Regions from separate parts of the Hordeum vulgare genome. Here region 2 is linked to region 1. A link is a contact called in public Hi-C data. All regions are on one chromosome and are shown on one strand. Each heading gives the region's core, a stretch centred on a gene start, on an enhancer-like site or on the middle of the called end of the contact. The rest is flanking DNA. Distances are from core to core; before and after follow the strand shown.

Region 1 (4,224 bases), core at 342-2,841:
GTTAGTTTGTGACCCTAAGGTGAATTTCGCTAAAGCTCTTTGGGTGGCAAGGATGCCGCTAAAAGTTCGCATCTTTTATGGCAAGCTGCCATCGATAAGATTCCTTCGGCCATTAACCTGCATAAGAGGCGTGGTCCTGGCAATGGGTGTTGCTCCCTTTGTGTTAGCCCAGAAATTGCTAACCATCATTTTCAAATGTCGTCGACCCATTTTTGTGGAGTTGTGTTATGGAATGTTTTGGTATCACACTGAACCCGACCTCCATGAACAATATCCTAACTCTTATGAGCCAATGCCACAAGCAACAGAGTCGCTTAGCGTGGTGAGTTTTTGGAGTCTTAGCCTGGATGCTTTGAACTATTCTTAACAAATTAGCCATCAAAGAAAGTATCCCATGCTCGCATTGCTAGCTATGTTTTCAAATGAGCTCTTTTCTTTCAGCAATAGCGTGCTCCCAAGAGGACGAAAGGATAGTAAGCGGGCAACAAAAACATCCAGTGACGGAGCTAGCCGGAAATCATTGTGGAAACAAACACAAATCATCGGTGTTTGGTTGGGGCGAGGGGGAGAATGTTAAAAAGAATATAATCCAGGGGTCCCTAAAAAGTTCTTCAGAAATTGATTCGGGTAGCCCTCCCCTCCAACATAGCTCCGCCGGTGCAAACATCGTCGTCAAGCTTAAGCACCTTCATGCCGCTTACAGGGACGTCAAAGATAGATAGGTTGTTCGTGTATGTCTATTTAAGCTCCTCTTGTAGTTGAGCTTTGTATCCCATTTACGTAACCATCGTTGCAATCTTGAACTTTGTTACCTTGTCGTTGGGTTTTAAAATTCAAAGTCGAGCATTGCTCGTGCCTGTTTCTAAAGAAAGAAAAAAAGAAAGAAAGATTTACACTTTTTTAGGGAAAGAAAGATTCACCCTTGATCCCAGGGATGGCATTACGTTCACTCATCATCATTTTCGTATTTTCAATGATGTATGTTGCTGGTTTGATTAATGGATCCACATGCCTTTTTCCAAAAAAAAAAATGAATAGGAGAAAGATGTCCCTAAAACAAAATGGCAGCATCCGATTCCTTGTCTCTCCGATTCATTTTAGTTTTCGTTGTACGTGTAATGTTTCAATAATTTTTTTAGTAGAGTACAATCGAAGTCGTTTACATACACAAGCGTACAGATTAAGCCGGCACATCATCTTAAAATTAACGAAATCGTCACTGACGTCTTCGTTGTCGATGAAAATGTCTCCTCTCACTGAAAAAACATCACCGAAAAACCTGTAATAAATTTAAAAAAACAAACACCAACGTCAAGTCTGAAACTTAAAGTCTGATGGAGAAGGGATATCACGGTCCTATCGATCAAACCACGGATTGCTTTGAGTGATGATTCGATTTTAGGGACGTGACGATGACCATGCATGCGCGGCAGTTACAGTTATCGTCGCTCGTCGACCCGTTTTCGTTCGTGAGCGGCATTTACTCCAGGAAACGTGACCGCCATCGGTAACTGAACAGAACGGGGGCCGGGCCGGCTCACGTGAATCACGTCCACGGACGGAGCATCGGCTCACGTAAAAGGCAACCGCTCCCTCCATCCCCGACGCTGCGCCCGCAAACTGCCCGATCTCCTCCACTTCTCCCCTCCTCTCTCATCGCCCCCTTTTATCTCCCGATCTCACACATTTTGGGAAGGGAGAGAGAAGCAGAGGAGGCCATTCTTTACACCCAAGAAAGCCCGGAAGAGAAGGCGAGGGGCGAGGAGGAGGAGGAGGAGGAGGAGGAGACGAGATGAGGGAGATCATCAGCATCCACATCGGCCAGGCCGGGATCCAGGTCGGCAACGCTTGCTGGGAGCTCTACTGCCTCGAGCACGGCATCAATCAGGATGGCACCATGCCCAGGTACATACGTGCGTGATCCTTCTTGGATCCCCATCCGCAAACGCATTCCGTCCATTAACGTCGCGAGGCGCTGCGGGTTATTGGCCGTAAATCACGGTTAAATTGACCCTGAATTCCTGTTTTTCTCTTATAATATAGTAGTGTTTTTACCTCTTTCCCCCCTCTTTTTTCCCCGTAAATTGTACGAATTGCGAATGGGGATTGCGGTAGTTCTTTTTTTCCTGAATCATCATCATGATCCGTCAGCCTGTACTTCCCGTTTGGACATTGCGATACGTTTATGTGGAGGGATTTTTTTTCTTTCATTTTCATTTTGTTGGTTGTTGAGAGATCGGCGACAACACGAGGAGACGTGCGACGTTTCAATCAAATTACAAGTTCTCCTAGGTCCTCTGTACTCTTTCAGTTCATGCATGTTCTGTTTCTGTTATAGACCGGACAGACGTCGTGTTCTTTTGTAGACTGTACTAAAAATTTGTAGGCACGTACCACGAGACGGTTGCTAGTTTTTATCCCTTTTAAGACGCGAGATCCGAATTTTTTGACAATGGTACTGCGACGCTTAATAAATGTTTTTTTGGAAATGTGGTGTTTCATAAATACTCCTAGTATCGTAGCAATGGAGCTATGAGTACCGGACTGAGCACGGATTGAAGAGTTTACCGGCTAGCTACTAAAAACGGCATCCTCGGGGAGGATTTGTTTTGTTGATTTGGTCCAATGCTTATTCCAGAACCATTAATAATTACGCAGACTGTACCCTGTTCCTATTGTCTCAGAATAAGTATTGATTGAAACATGGATGTAGATAAGTTAGTTCAAAGATCAGTGCTTAGGCTTCTTCCAATCCATGTATTAATGCTGCTTTATGGTTGATGGTTCAGTGACACCACGGTTGGGGTTGCACACGATGCGTTCAACACGTTCTTCAGTGAGACCGGTGCGGGCAAGCACGTGCCGAGGGCCATCTTCGTCGACCTTGAGCCCACTGTCATCGATGAGGTGCGCACCGGTGCCTACCGCCAGCTCTTCCACCCGGAGCAGCTCATCTCTGGGAAGGAGGATGCCGCCAACAACTTCGCCCGTGGCCACTACACTGGTAATTCATCTTACATTTCTGTGATCCCTATTGAAATTCAAGTCTACTGCGATTATGAATGCATCCAGTTCTGATTATATTTGTGTGATGCAGTTGGAAAGGAGATCGTAGATCTATGTCTGGATCGTGTACGCAAATTGGCAGACAATTGCACCGGGCTGCAGGGATTCTTGGTGTTCAATGCTGTCGGTGGTGGAACTGGATCAGGACTGGGTTCTCTGTTGTTGGAGCGCCTCTCGGTTGATTATGGCAAGAAATCTAAGCTTGGATTCACCATTTACCCTTCCCCACAGGTATAACTTGTTCATGTACCATTATCGTGTTAATGTGTGTGTTGTTTCAGAAAATTCGAGTGTACTATTAAGTCTTGTTTAATTTTGTATTCTGAGAGGATGTTGTCTTTAAGCTAGCTCTTTCATCATTTCTAGATATTTCAATAGAATATGTGAAAAAGCTAAAATGCTAATGCTGGCGTAGAATTGGTTACTCAGAGCCCTGATTATATATGGTATCTGTAAAGCATGCACTACTTATGAGCCAACATTATTCCATAGCACTGTACCTACCTGTCCATGTGACTGGACTGTGGACCATTCAGGGTGTTCATGTGAGTAGGTTATCTGCATCTTAGCTGTTGTGGGGACAGTATGGATAGATATGATATGTTGTTACATTATTTGCAGCTCAGCCTATCTTTATCCCTTTTATCTTATGCCACTCTGTATTTCAGGTCTCAACAGCTGTTGTAGAACCATACAACAGTGTCCTCTCCACTCACTCTTTGCTTGAGCACACCGACGTTGCGGTCCTCCTAGATAACGAGGCTATCTATGACATATGCCGGAGGTCTCTTGACATTGAGAGGCCAACCTACACCAACTTGAACAGGCTGATATCACAGATCATATCTTCTCTTACCACCTCCCTGAGGTTTGATGGTGCCATCAATGTGGATGTCACAGAGTTCCAGACCAACCTTGTCCCTTACCCACGTATCCATTTCATGCTTTCGTCGTATGCCCCTGTTATCTCTGCCGAGAAGGCTTACCATGAGCAGCTCTCTGTGCCTGAAATCACCAATGCTGTCTTTGAGCCCTCAAGCATGATGGCCAAGTGTGACCCTAGGCATGGAAAATATATGGCCTGCTGCTTGATGTACCGTGGTGATGTTGTTCCCAAGGATGTCAATGCCGCGGTAGCAACCATCAAAACCAAGAGAA
Region 2 (4,319 bases), core at 454-2,953, 290 kb before region 1:
GGGATAAAAACTTACCCATGGGTACATGAATAGAAAAGATCTGAAACCCATCGGGTAGAGCGGGTACGGGTATGAGATCATATAACCCATACCCATATACCCATATAAAATCTATGTAAACTCAAAATTATCTCTACAATCTACAGTATGTCAATAATTTATGAATTGAAAGTGTATACTTATGTGTTGTTGTTTATGACTATATGATGTTGTTTTATAAGTATGTTTATAGTTATAATCTATCTTTGTAAAATATACGATAGAATGCATTTTATAACTTTAAGTTGTTTAAATTGATGTTTACAAATATGGGTAATTTTATCGGCGGATACTCGTTCACCCTATCGGTTAACGGATATGGGAAAAGAATTATACCCGTTGACGGATATGGATAAGGGTGATAGATAATATCAGACGGGGTGTGTGAGGGTATGGGAAGGCTCCCCCTACCCATACCCTACGGGTGCCATGCTTATTCGGAGCATCATTAATTTCACCGCGGGCTGTCTACCGGTTACATGTAAGCACCAAAATAAAGTCCTAACTGCATTCAAAATGACCTTATATTTCTAACAAGTCGACGAATTTGATTCCTAATTCTAAGGTAATATGCACCAGTGTTCTTCACGACACGATCGATAGGCACACGATCCCATCAAAACATGTGGCCGCCGTAGGAACCCCCGAACGAGATCATGGCCGGCGCATGCTCAAACCGCGGCACCGACATCCTCTGGTCTAGCCTCTCGTCCCGCCTTGCTGAAACCTTAGGCACCTGCATTGGAAAAAAGTTGAGCGGCATCATCAGAAATTTATTCTATGCCGTCACGTTAACCGTATGTGTGTGTGTGTATATATATATATATATTGATATGCGTCCTGAAATTTATGCTGAGTACAAAAATAGTACTACAATTGATATGCGTCCTGAAATTTATGCTAAGTACCTTGCTATCACCGGCCACCCCCCGAAAGTGGACCTTGTGCGGCGTCTGCTGGTGGCCGCCGAGAAGCAGGGCCAGGCCGGTGGCCGCCGCCGCCAGCCCCACGGAGCAGACCACGCCGACCGCGTGCTGCTGCCACCCGTGACCGCGGTCGCCTTCCCAGTCCTTGCACTCTGGCTTCTGGTCAGCAACCACCTCCCCGCCCTCGTCTGCATCCGACGCCTTCTCCAACAGGCCGTCGACCGCTTCCTCCTCGACGTCAACCGAACCCTCGCTCTCCGAGCCGGACGGCGCCGGCGGCTCCTTCGTGCCGCACTGCACTGCTGCGTGGGGCGTGGGCTCGGAGGCGAAGTGGTTCACGTCGATCGTCTTCTCGTCGTTGCTGGCGAGGAAGCGCGCGTCGTGGTCATCGTCGTCCTCGTCGAGTTGGTACGACCAGAGGTCCGCGGCGTGCGGGACGAGCACGAACTCGTCCATCTCCTGCATCTCCCGGACGGGCGAATCCATCTCGGCCGGCTGCATACGGAGACCACGGTCGACGGTCGACGAGGCGATGATCTCACGAGGGTTTTTCTTACGGCGCAAGCGGAGGTGTATATGTAGGTTGTGTGCGCCGTCGACGTGGGGAAAGCGTGGAGAAGGAGAAGAGATTCTACGGATGCGCTTCTCTTTGGAATAATTTAGGACACGTACGGGCTGGTCGGATCAGGACTCTGTTTGTTCGGTCGTGTTGGGCCCAAACGCGGGCAATACTATTCGGCGTCCAGGCACCGGATATAGGCTGACGTGCCAACCGGCGCACACACCTCATCCGCCATGGGACGGCCCATGTACATCATTTTCTCTTCTTATGTATAAAAGTTTAAAAACATTGGCCGGCCAAGCACCAAACTAGCGACCTCTAGGAATGACAGGCTTTCTCACAAAAAAAAAATTGACAGGCAACGCGGTAACTTACAGGATGCCTTACGACTTGCGACTAGTATACGTCACCTTGAATCTTTTCTTCAAACACGTGAATATTTCTTCTAATCCGTAGACTTCGTTTTTAAAACCATGACCATTTCCCAAATTTGATAAACTTTTTTTACAAAATCAATGAAGTTTTTGAAATTAGATCAACTTTTTTTGCTCTATAAATTCTTTTTCAAATTTATGAACTTTTTATTTGATGAACTCTTTTCAAATTTGTGGATTGTTTCCCAAATTTGATGAACGCTTTTCCCTTTTTTCACGAACATTTTTCAAAAATGATGAGTGTTGTTTAATAAATTGATGATTTCTTTTCAATTTTGTGAACTTCAATTAAAAAATGACGTTTTAAACTCATAATTTGTCTTCAAATAATTTAAAAAACTCAGTGGTATACTACATAGTACTGTGAAATAACTTGCGCAACCGTGTGTTCTTATCAGGTTGGCTCTATTATTTGTCAGAACAGTCGAGTAGGGATAGCTGAACTCATACTTGGTCGCAACAACGTGAGTTCGAATCCTATGGATAGCCTAATTTGTTTTTTGCTTTTCGCGCTTTTATAAATTGGTTGTGCTGTACGTTTCTAGGCTGGCCCAACTTGGCGCTATAGTTAGCGACATTCAGTTTCCTCGACGCTAAAGGTGCCTAGTAAGAGGTGCCCCCAAACACACGAAATCACTAGTTAGTGAATAGACCTTTTCAACGATTACTCCTACCTTGACAGGCTATGACAAGTGGCACGCATTTTGTTTTAGTTTTTCGCGCTTTTATAAGTTGGTTGTGCTGCACGTTCCTAGGTTGGCCCAACTCGGCGCTGTAGTGAGCGACATTCAGTTTCCTCAGCGCTAAAGCCGCACAGTAAGAGGTGCCCTCAAACACACGAAATCACTAATTAGTGAATACACGATTACTCCCACCTTTACGGGGTGCGACAAGTGGCACACATTTTGTTTTTGTTTTTCGTGCTTTTATAAGTTGGTTGTGCTGCATGTTACTAGGCTGGACCAACTCGGCGCTACAGTGAGCGACATTCAGTTTCCTCAGCGCTAAAGGTGCCTAGTAAGAGGTGCCTTCAAACACACGAAATCATTAGTTAGTGAATACACCTTCCAACGAGTACTCCCACCTTCACAGTGCCACTTGTCGTAACCTGGGAGTTTTCCTTTTTTTTGTAGATCCGTATTTTTAAAATGTTTTATCTCCTAAACCGTGCGTCCAAATCTCGAACCGTTTTCACCGTTGGCTTTCTCGCGTCGAGATCTTCAAAACTAGATTTCATGTTGATAGATTTTGATAAACATTTTTTTCATGAAAAAATCGAAAGAAAAAACCGTGTCTCACGCGATAAAAAAACAGAAAACACATTTTTTCCTTTTCGAGAGGCACGGGTCGTGCCTCTCGCGAAGGCAAAACCGTGTCTATCGTGGAAGCAAAATCGTGCCTCTCGCAGAAAATAAAATGAGCACAAAACGCGTTTTTTTTCCTTTTCAGTAGAGGCACGGGTGTGCCTCCAGCGAAGAAAAAACCGTGCCTTTCGCGGAAGCAAAACCGTGCCTCTCGTAAAAATAAATAGAAAACACGTTTTTTCCTTTCGGAGATGTGCCTCTCGCGAAGGCAAAACCGTGCCTTTCACGGAAGTAAAACCGTGCCTCTCGTAAAAAAAAGCGTTTTTTCCTTTCAGTAGAGGCACGGGCATGCCTCTCGTGAAGGCAAAATCGTGTCTTCCGCGGAAGCAAAAAACGTGCTTGTCGTAAAATAAAACAGAAAATACGTTTTTTTCCTTTTCGAGACGCGCGACCGTGCCTCTCGCAAAAAAACAAAAAACGTGTTTTGTCACGTAAAAAAAATAAAATGTGTTTTTTTGCGAAAAAAGTTACGATTTTTTTCATCCAAAAGTTACGAAAGACCGGTGAAAAACCGTAACACAAAATAATAATAATAAAACACATTAAAAAAGCGAAAACGCGTGCGAAAAAATAAAAATAAAACAGAATTCAAAGAAAACGCTTAGAACGCGGCACGTGGCGATGGCTGGAAATGCGCGGGAGCGATCACTGAAAAACTTCTGAGAAAGCGCTCGCTAACTAGTTGCTTCCCAAACACATAAGTTCCAAATTATTCCAAATAAGAAAATAGAAAATGCGAAACAGAAAGTCTGAGCGATTTCGTCCATGAGCCCGTCTAGATCGACTTCCAACATTTCGAACATCATAAGCCCATGATTTGATGAAATGCCTGGAAGACTTGAAGTCGGGCTGATGATGCCGAAATCACTAATTAAAAGGGATCCCGTGCATCAAGTCTATGTCTCTCCCATACAGATTTCTGTTATGAACCGACTACACGCCGTCCCATTAGCAATGTTGTATTAGTTGGTTGTCCGTTGCCTCCGGGGTGCTT

The links. Hi-C and Micro-C count contacts between places; a contact is called where the count stands out from the background.
Region 2: a contact with region 1 is called in a Hi-C map of leaf, with 6 times the contacts expected there. The contact joins the enhancer-like site here to the promoter of LOC123425595 in region 1. A contact is called at or near these places in 3 of 6 Hi-C or Micro-C datasets (leaf and seedling) and 1 of 1 datasets of contacts at active chromatin or transcription factors (embryo).

The regions. Positions count from the first base shown.
Region 1 is chr2H:146,411,257-146,415,480 of MorexV3_pseudomolecules_assembly, reverse strand. LOC123425595 (tubulin alpha-1 chain) reads left to right here and starts at 1,591. Exons shown (of 5, transcript XM_045109284.1): 1 at 1,591-1,905; 2 at 2,790-3,004; 3 at 3,098-3,297; 4 at 3,735-4,224. The coding sequence starts at 1,793.
Region 2 is chr2H:146,698,550-146,702,868 of MorexV3_pseudomolecules_assembly, reverse strand. No RefSeq gene overlaps it. Among protein-coding and RNA genes, the nearest start is that of LOC123425597, 67 kb to the left of the region's middle. Within about 2 kb of position 1,703, at least 3 of the 3 cell types and tissues checked have open chromatin away from gene starts, as enhancers often do. A contact at or near this core is called in leaf and seedling, where this site is marked.